2 separate regions of the Salmo salar genome follow, and region 2 is linked to region 1. Evidence: chromatin contacts called from public Hi-C data. All regions are on one chromosome and are shown on one strand. Each heading gives the region's core, a stretch centred on a gene start, on an enhancer-like site or on the middle of the called end of the contact. The rest is flanking DNA. Distances are from core to core; before and after follow the strand shown.

Evidence for each region. A called contact is a pair of places that touch in the nucleus more often than the background predicts.
Region 2: a Hi-C map of muscle shows a contact between it and region 1, with 2.5 times the contacts expected there. The contact joins the promoter of LOC106582990 here to the enhancer-like site in region 1. A contact is called at or near these places in 3 of 3 Hi-C or Micro-C datasets (blood, gill and muscle).

What each region holds. Positions count from the first base shown.
Region 1 is chrssa22:22,823,350-22,828,326 of Ssal_v3.1, forward strand. It overlaps LOC106582990 (eukaryotic translation initiation factor 4 gamma 3), which reads right to left. Exons shown (of 36, transcript XM_014166664.2): 8 at 2,557-2,736; 9 at 2,333-2,444; 10 at 2,014-2,120. Among protein-coding and RNA genes, the nearest start is that of LOC106582993, 20 kb to the left of the region's middle. Within about 2 kb of position 2,357, at least 1 of the 13 cell types and tissues checked has an H3K27ac peak or open chromatin away from gene starts, as enhancers often do. A contact at or near this core is called in muscle, where this site is marked.
Region 2 is chrssa22:22,880,281-22,885,257 of Ssal_v3.1, forward strand. LOC106582990 (eukaryotic translation initiation factor 4 gamma 3) reads right to left here and starts at 1,994. Exons shown (of 36, transcript XM_014166664.2): 1 at 1,434-1,994. The coding sequence starts at 1,597. It overlaps ece1 (endothelin converting enzyme 1), which reads right to left. Exons shown (of 19, transcript XM_045705623.1): 17 at 4,703-4,893; 18 at 4,072-4,167; 19 at 2,772-3,893. The coding sequence ends at 3,717.

The DNA of each region.
Region 1 (4,977 bases), core at 1,107-3,606:
TGTGACCAAACGTTTCAGACATTTTTTTTTATTTTTACCTTTATTTAACTAGGCAAGTCAGTTAAGAACAAATTCTTATTTTCAATGACGGCCTAGGAACAGTGGGTTAACTGCCTGTTCAGGGGCAAAACGACAGATTTGTACCTTGGGGATTTGAACTTGCAACCTTTCGGTTACTAGTCCAACGCTCTAACCACTAGGCTACCCTGCCGCCCCACATTCTTATTAATCTTGTGCAAATGGAGAGAAAAAGCTTAACACTTGACTTTTTACGACATCTCATATTTCAGTAGAGGCATTTAAAAGGGTTTCTGGAAAGATAATGTATTTTCATGTGGGTCTTCAAACTGAACAGCAAAATATTTCCCCCCCGAATCTGGATTAAAGCCATTTTTAAAGTCATCACCCTTCCGTCCTTGAATTTTCCAAAATAAGTATATTTAACACACGTATGTTGTTAGAATTTCGATATCACAAACATCATTTGTGTATTAAGCAGCTTTATGAAGCCATTTTTCCCCTCATTCATCGCCAGTCAGCCTGCGCAACTGATGGCACATCAAACTACGGTTAACTGCCAAAATAAAGAAAACGCCAACAAAGGTGTCTTAACAGCCACTAGAACAGCTTCTATGCACCTTGGCATAGATTCTACAAGTGTCGGGAACTCTATTGGAGGGACGCAACACCATTCTTGCACGAGAAATTCGATCATTTGGTGTTTTGTTGAAAGTGGTGGAAAACGCAGTCCTAGCCGCTGCTCCAGAATCTCCCAGAAGTGTTCAATCCTCCAACTGTCACATGTAGGTAAGACGTTTTGATTTATATAAAATGTGCAACCCAAGCAGGGATGGTGTTAGACGGGTGATGAGCTGTGCCTGGTTTTCTCCAGACATAGAGCATTACATTCAGACCAAAGAGTTACATTTTTGTCTCATCAGACCACAGAATGTTTTGCCACTCTGCCATAAAGTCCAGATTGGTGAAGTGCTGTAGAGACTGTTGTCCTTCTGGCAGGTTCTCCCATCTCAGCCAATGAACTCTATAGTTCTGTCAGAGTGGTCATTGGGTTCTTGGTCACCTCCCGGAGCAAGGTCCTTCTAGCCAGGTTGCTCAGTTTGGTCGGACGGCCAGCTCTAGGTAGAGTATGGGTAGTTACATGTTTTGTTCATTTCCCAATGATTGAGACCACTGTGCTCTTGGAAACTTTCAACACTCAAAATTGTTTTACACCCTTCCCAAGATATGCCTCATCTCAATTCTCTCTCCCAGATCTACGAACAGTTCCTTGGACTTCATGTTATAGTTTCTGCTCTGACATGCACTGTCAACTGTGGCACCTTATATAGACAGGTGGGTTTCTTTCTAAATCATGTCCAAACAGTTGAATTGGCCATATGGGCTCAAAATGGGGTCCCTTGAAACAATCCCGGCTTTCTGGTGTTAAAAAGCTAGATTAAGGCCTGGCATACATTAAGGCTAGGGCTCCCGAGTGGTGCAGCAGTTTAAAGCACTGCAACTTAGTGCTTAAGACGTCACTACAGTCCCTGGTTCGAATCCAGGCTGATTCCCATCCGGACGTGATTGGGAGTCCCATAGGGAGGCGCACAATTGGCCCAGCGTCGTCCGGGTTTGGCCAGGGTAGGCCATCACTGTAAATAAGAATTTGTTCTTAATTGACTTGCCTAGTTAAATTTAAAAAAATAAAAACAAACCCAGCTTCTACTGGCAGCCTAGATCTAAATTAACCCATGTCATCCCTCATATACCTTCTCTGTAAAATAAATATTCTGTTTCAAAATGCAAGTAAAAAGGGCTGATGGATCCAGATATGTCTCTTCATCAGGGATCATTTCTCATATCCTCTGACAGTATGCATGTGGAAACAGAAGACCTGGTGCCTAACTGAGCACAGATGGCCTACGCTAGTGTGTGTATCCGTATGTGTAATGCTTACATACATAGGCAGCGTGTGATGTCTGTGTTGAGATGGCAGCTTGCAGAGATACTCACTGGTTTCTTCTCACGCTTGGCTGGTGGAGGTTGCTGCGGTGTAGGCACTATGATGGGGGGTGAGGGGGGGTACACCTGCTGTCCTGGATAGAATTGAGGTCCGGGAGCTGTGTCAGGAAGGAGGAAGAAAAGCTGAGTATAGTGTGTGTCTCTCTCTGTGTGTGTAGCTGAGGAACAAACTGAGTTGAAGGGGTCTGTACAATAAGATAATTGTGCTAGAAAGGACAGATGTGTGCTTTGTGGAGGGAGACAGACATTTTAAAATCAGACTGGTGGGGTTTGAAGTGGGGTGTGTGTGAGGATATATATATAGACTCACCATACTGAGCAGGGTACTCCCCCGGCCCAGGGCCAGGATAGAAGGTGCCAGACCCCGGCGGCTGCACTGAAAACGGCTGGGGTGGCCCCACATAGGGCGTACTGTGGCGATACTGTAGAGGGAGAAATGGAGGGCATAGAAGAAAGGGTTAAAAGCGGCGTGGAGGAATTGGTAGAGAGGAATGCCTACTGGAGAACAGCAGCAGCCTGGTCAGTCAGTCCCACCTGTGGGATGTAGTACTGGGCAGCCTGTGGGGAGGGGAAGGGCATGGGAGCCATCATCATCATGGTGGGCTGGTTGGGGGGGTATACCGCCGCTGTGGGGTTCTGAGAGCCGGGCCGCAGAGATGGAGCGTTGGTAGGGATGGTTGGCCGCGCTGTCTGCATCTGAGCCCTCTGGAAAAACTGAGAAGCGAGAGACACACACACAGAGACCGATATTACATGTGAGAGAACTTAGTCCCAGAGAAGCAAGAGAGGATCCACAACTTTCCCAACAGCAGTCTCATCTCTTCATGCGTGTCCTGTGCAGTCTCTCATTTCAGCTTTGTGGACGCAGGGGCTCAGAGAGATGAAGCCAAGGAGACCTCAGAGACAGAGAGCATTATCTCTGAGGACCAGGTGGATGACACTTCCACTCCATTGCGCTCAAACAGCACACATTTCCTCAAGCAGCATAAACAAACCCACAGGACACGGGCCTGCAGGGCGAGTCCTGACTCCTCCAGCTGGGTTCCCTCTGCCCTCATCAGAGAGAGATCAAGGTTGTGAAAGGTCTCAGAACACAGCGGTCTACCAGCGGCCTCCGCCTCCCAACCTGCTGTGCTGTTACAACAGGACTTAGAGAGCACGGTTCCATGCTGCCAGAGTCAACCACCAACCAGCGCACAGCAACACCCTGTACCTACCACACATGCTGTTACACGCCACACACGCTGACTTTATAGGCAACCACATTAGTTTACAATGCAGTGTCCACAACTTTCAAATTTATAAAGTGAAGTGCTCTAGCATAAATTGTTCATGCTATATAGCAGTGGTTCCCAAACTATGGGTCACTAGTAATTGTGTCTCCCTCTGCCATATGGACACATTGTATCATATACAGAAAGCAACTGGCAGCAAAAGAGATCCACAAAGACATACTGCAATAACTTCGATTGTAAAGTACATCAAACCACATCGACTGCGTGCACGCCTGTTCGCAAACTGTGTGGAGATATAGGATCAGAGCATGACAATTTGCTATTTCACACCGAGGCCTGGTGGTTATCAACGGGGAGAATATTGGAAAGATTTTTCGAAATGAGAAATGAACTGGATGTAAAAAAAAGACTTTACTTTCTTTGTGATGAAAAGAAAATGGTGTCTCCTTGCCGATGTAACAGACATAGGCTATTTTAAAAACCGAACGCAAGCATGCAGGGGAAATACAAAAACGTTCTACAGATGTGTATTCAGTGGAAATATTTCTTATACATAAGCGAAACCATGCCCCCTTTCCTTGGCTGTGGAAGTTTCTAACAGACAACAGCAGAAGTGAGTGTCCCACAGGAGTGGCGACTGCTCACCTCCAACGCTATGAAGAGCACTTTGGGACCTACTTCCCGGACTTGGACATGACGTTTGACTGGGTGCAAAATCCGTTTGACTGTGATCCTGGCTCAGTTGGCATGCCAGCAAGTGACATCACAACTGATTGAGCTGTCATGTGACTGAATGCTGCAGACAACGCATTCACAGGTCATTACGGAGGAGTTTTGGTTCCTGACTCAAAGGGAATACCTTGCCATTTCCCCCTGAGCATTAACATTCATGGTACCCTTCGCCAGCTCATATCTGTGTGAAGCTGGAAGCTGGATTCAGTGATCTCGTCTGAAATAAAACCCAATATTGATCCAGGTTGGACGTGACAGCAGATATGAGGTGCGCAATGTCGACCACGTACCCTGACTTTGAGAAGCTCCGACGTGACATGCATCAAGCACACCCATCTCATTAGTGGTGGTGAAATAAGAGAATCAGAAATGATGTCAGACTGATTTGCAATTGACTGCCATAGCCAGCCCCCCCCCCCCCCCCACAAAAAAAGTTAACATTGGCTGTTAGTTTCAACAACAAAAAATTCTCATGGCTGGGGTCATGAGAATTTTCTAATTGGGTTATGGGCCAAAAAAAGTTTGGGAACTCCTGCTACATAGCTAATGTAGACATAACTGGGGCCACAATGTATTATAGGGCTGTTCTGTGTTGTTCTGTTAAATGAGGTGAGGTTTTATTTACAATGTGGAAACAGAGCTCTTCTTCATGCGTCATAAAACACAGAATCATAAAAAATGTTCTCATGACTGCAGAAGTTATGTTTGCAGGAAACTAAATATCACAATCAATGGGGTGCTCAGTGCTGCCAAGCTTTTTTTGGGGAGCTCATAAAATGTTACGCAGCAATCAGTGGACTCCAAGCAAGATGAAAGACTCCACACAACAGCTGTGGCCTACATCCTAATGGCTAGAGCTCAAGGTTACCACAACCAGTTGACTCGGGTTCAATAATTCCTCAGCGATCAGATACCCTGAAGTATACACAATCTTTCTTTAAAATGCGGTTCCTTTCATAAAAATGAAACACTTTTGGAAAGAAGAAGT
Region 2 (4,977 bases), core at 744-3,243, 57 kb after region 1:
AAAGAAAACAGGAGGTGACAGTACGACTTCACAGAATAGCATGAATAACAATGCAACCACAAAACAGCAGCATGTGCACTCTGAACACAATACTTCCATTATGACTTTACATTAGATTGAAATCATAAGATGTTTTAATCGTAAAAAGCCACTAGGATAGATCCTAACTTTAAAAAAAATGACCATTAGCAAGTATTAATCTCAAATTGATTAGGACTCAACGTTGATATTCACAAAGTCTGTACAAATCAAGTAAGGAATTGTTTTTAGGAGGTCTTATTTGGAAGAATAATTCCACTGGGGTCAAAAGTGTTCACAGGGAGCAAGGGAAATGCTCTTGATCCATTTGTTTACAAAAATTATATTTGAATCATGCCACATTATGTTGAAGCTACACAAACTGGACAGAAAGGTAGCTTTCAAAAGAATCCAAAAGCCACGAGTCTCAATACGCAGTGACTTGAAATAGCTAGTTTGGCTTACTGAATATAATTCATACAATCATGAAATATGCACAATTAAACATATCCCTTCCTACAAATAAAATATGTATTAAGCTTCCTGGATCAGTCTCATTACACTAGTACTACCGTGCTACAGTAACGTAGCATACATTGCTACCAACAACCAAATGCCTGGCGACACTCCCCTGTCAAGATGGACATACCAGTGTTGCACCGGCTGTCAGCTACTACCCGGCGCAACTACCGCCTAGATAGATAAATAACAACCGGTGTTAGCATCCCTTCTATGGAAACCGGGGAGGGGATCCTAGGCCCATGTAACTTACTACTAGCTAACATTCACTCATACTTGCTAGCAAGAATAACTAATGTTACAGTTTTAGGGTGATGGCTACAACATTTGGTTAGCTGGTCCACCCAAAGCATTCATCTCTCACAAAGACTGCCCCCAATACTATAGTTAGCCAATAGGCTAGCGGATTAGTTAGCCGCTGCTACGTGTTTTCAGTTGCAAATGAACATACCTATCTAATATGAAAGTGGCTGGCTAGCTAGCTACCACCGGTAAACGAAACAAAGCCGGTGGCCCTCTAGTAGTTAGTTAGCCTACGCCACCTCGTCAAATTGAGTGTGATGTTAGTTAGCCCGCAGTTTCTGAACCACGTATGCACAAGTTCAAATTACATTGCCATTGGCCAACAAAATGCATCAAAATCAATTATGTGCAGTTTAGCTACGTTGCCTAGCTAGTTTAGCAAGTAACGTTAGTCAACAAGCCACTAATCTGTTAACTAGCTAACATTAGCCAACTACCTAGCTAGCTAATTGTCCCCCCCTGCTCTTCGAAACATCAGTAATTCACCCGCACCCAACCTCTAACCAATAACGTTACTAGCTAGATACCTAAATGTGTTTACCCCGAATACCTGACCAAGAGATGCCAGGGGAATTCTTGCCAATGAAGGATACTGAGGTGGCGGCACGGCGTTCGGCTGAGGAGCACCTGGGGCTCCCGGTGGTAAAGACACGGAGGTCAGGGTAGCCCGCAGTTGGCTCGACGGAGACGGGACAGTTCCAGGTCCACTTACTGCGACAGTGGCGGGTTTTGGGACTATTTTCGTCGGCAAACTCATTGCAAAAAAACAAAACAATACACGAATAAATACTGATACAAAATATATCTAGCTTGCATAAATATAGCTAGCAAGCGTTTAATATTATTGAAGCAGGCCGCAAATCCTTTTGCCGACAGGGCTAGCTATTAGCAACGCAGAAAAGCTTTTTTTCATGGAAAGTCGCTGTTCGGGTCTATGGTGTTATTCATGGGGACGGTGGGAGGTTTGCCTCCCTTGCCCGTCCAGGACCTCTGCAGATCCGGTTCAGTTCTTCCGAGCACTGTCACCGGTGTCTTTCCTCCTTCGATAATTTAACATTTGTTATCAACAACTGATTTTTCTATAGCTAGCTAATCATTTTCCCACGGAGATGAGAGACTTCGTTAACATGGCGTTGCGGCCGCTTCCAGTCCGGCAGGACAGACGATTCGACAATTCTCGTCCAATTACGGGTAGGTTCGGCTTACCTAGAGCGATCGAAAATGACGCTTAATTTGTTGCATTCATGTAGCCAAAGATCATCTAGTCTACTGACTGGCACATACATTCATCTATATTGATGAGCACTGCATTATTCTTGTTCTAATAAATAACTATGCTTGGTGCTATTTTTAAAGAATGCATGGTATGTATTATTTTAACTGCAGTGGCTGTCTTGAAGTGTGTGTGTAAAATAAACTCTAATTTCTAACGAGGCAAGTCAGTTAAGAACAAATTCTTATTTACAATGACGGCCTACCGGGGAACAGTGGGTTCAGGGACAGAACGACAGATTTTTTACCTTACCAGCCGGGGATTCGATCCACCAACAACTAGGCTACCTGCCGCCCCATGCTATATTTATGGGGTCGTTCAAGAACCGCTCAATAATGTATACAAATGTAATCAGGTTCAGGTATTGTAATATGTACACATAATGATAATGGTGTATTTACAGGCAAAGCCCGAGAAGTCAAAACTTTGTAGTGGATTGTACTGTACTCAGTACTGCATTGTTTGTGTGCAGCGACATCTGTCGTCAATAACCATCAATTGACATACTTTTTTTCTTCTAAGTAATATAATCAGTAAGACTTAATTATTTTTGCTTTGATACATAGATACAGTTTTTATTTGTTTTGGAATCAAAAACTATAAAAAGTCCCTTTGAAGCATCAGACGAGCCATAGCAAAAGATGGGCATACAAAAGAATGGTGACAATATTTTTATTAGATTAGAAAAATAGTTTTTGACACAAAAGCCCTGTCATGCATGAGCAGCTCCAGAATGGGAAAACTCTGTTATGTGACTTGTTCGATGGTCAATACATCCTTCACAAGTTTCAGGAATTCTCTGATTGAAAACTATTCACTTAATATGTCCCTTATATCAGGCATTCAGCAATTCGGAAGATCACTTCTTTAAAACATCACTACTGTATAAACTGGAGACATTAAGCAATCAGACTTTACACAAATGATGATGTTGTGTTAGGTTTGTTGATGCAGAAACGACACACACATAGGTTATTGAATCGGATCAATCATGGGCAATAATAAAATATGACTTTTACAATCTACTTGACTTGTATTCTAGATGTGATTGACGGTTTCCTCCGGATTATATTATTTCAGTCCAAATCCAGTAATTGCAACTCGTCATTCTTTTGCAGTCTAAAAATATACAATAAGTGAAGACAACATAGAGGTGGATTGATCAGATACAAATTGTAACAGTGAAAAAGACATTACAGAAAATAAATATCACTTCCTGTTGAAAAATAAGGCATATGACAACTCTACATAAAACCTGATTGAGAGAAGTTCCATTAGTTTTCCCTTTTTGTATAGCCATTTCTTCACTTTCCAGTGTTAAAATTGTTCCTCTATATAAACATAAAGGCACATTTTCATAGAGTTTAATTGGGGGGGAAAGAGGCAGCTTTATAAAACAAATTGTCTTTATGAAGAGAGTTGGGGCTGGCTCAACCTCCAGCCCTCATAAGGACCCTGAGAAGGGTAGAGTGGGTAAAACAGCTGGATTTTTAGTGGTATCAAGACCAATGCTCTCCTTCCTCAGAGACTTTGCCTCTATTTTGCTCCAAATCCCCAATGCCCATTTTGCCACCTGCCATACCGAGAAATGGGTAGCAAAGCATCACCAAAGCTCACACTTGTGTTTAGGGTTCATGGGGGAATCTGCCTTGCAGCCAAAGTGCTCAGAGAACTCATGGGAATTGGAGATGGTGCCAATAACTCGAAATCTTGATGGACTGTGTGGATCTGTGATGACGCCCTCATGCGAGCTTTCCGGAGTCCGAACTGAGCACCATACCTACATATAGCAGGAAGCACAGACACACATTAAGGATTTCAGAGTGAAAAGTCCTTAATTTACATTATCAATGTAATAGGTCATTATAATTAATACATAACACTGTTGAAGGTAGGCATGCTAGAGAATGCATTACTACATTTGCCACAGACATGGATATACTTTAAGTGGCACAAACCTGTGCAAATCCAACAAAAAATAATTGATGATTGGTCATCCCCAGGGCAGGCAGGGTGGCCTCCTCTCCATTCTTTGCAATCCAGTTCATATAAGCCTTCAAAGCAGACAAGGGTCATATTACAGACAGCATGCATTATCCTCCTCTCGCCATAGAGAACAGTATGAGAAAAAAAACAGACTCTTTCTGCTCGCCCTCAGCTTTATTTCCTCTTCAGTCCTCACTAACAGACAGCGCTCATGCAGGTCCCCTTTTCTGCCATGTGGTTGGCTCATCTGCTCCATAACCTATGACTTTCATTTGACGGAAAGAATGTTTGAGAGCTCACTCTGAGGCTGACCAAGCCTCTCCAAGCCACCTGTTGCATTTCCAGGCTTTGCTGTGATGTAGGCAACCTCGTTTTTTCCACCACAGAGTAAAGACATGGCCCACAATGACCCAATCAAGTGAACAAGAAAACATGTAATGTGTGTCATAGTTCTGACCTTCCAAATACTGCATCTCACATTGATGATTCCGAAATGTCTGCACATTTACAGTATGTGTATGTATAAGATGAATTGCTCTTGCTCTTCATATTGTCAAGTCTACTTTGTGCTATCCCACCCTAACACCTCCCTGTCATACACACCTTGTAGGCAGCCTTCAGTCCACCATTGTCAGCTATGTTCTCTCCCAGGGTGTGTTTTCCATTCAGTGGTTCTTTGTTGATGCTGTAGTTACTGTACTGCTCCACCATACACTGGGTCTGCTTCTTAAAGGCCTCCACAGATGAGTTTTTCCACCAGGAGCGGAGGTTCCCATCCTTGTCGTACTCCCTCCCTTTAACATAAAGAAAAATATGCTGTAGAACTGGATGCCTCATTTAATATCATAATGTGTCACGTTCGGTGGGATGTTTTTTGG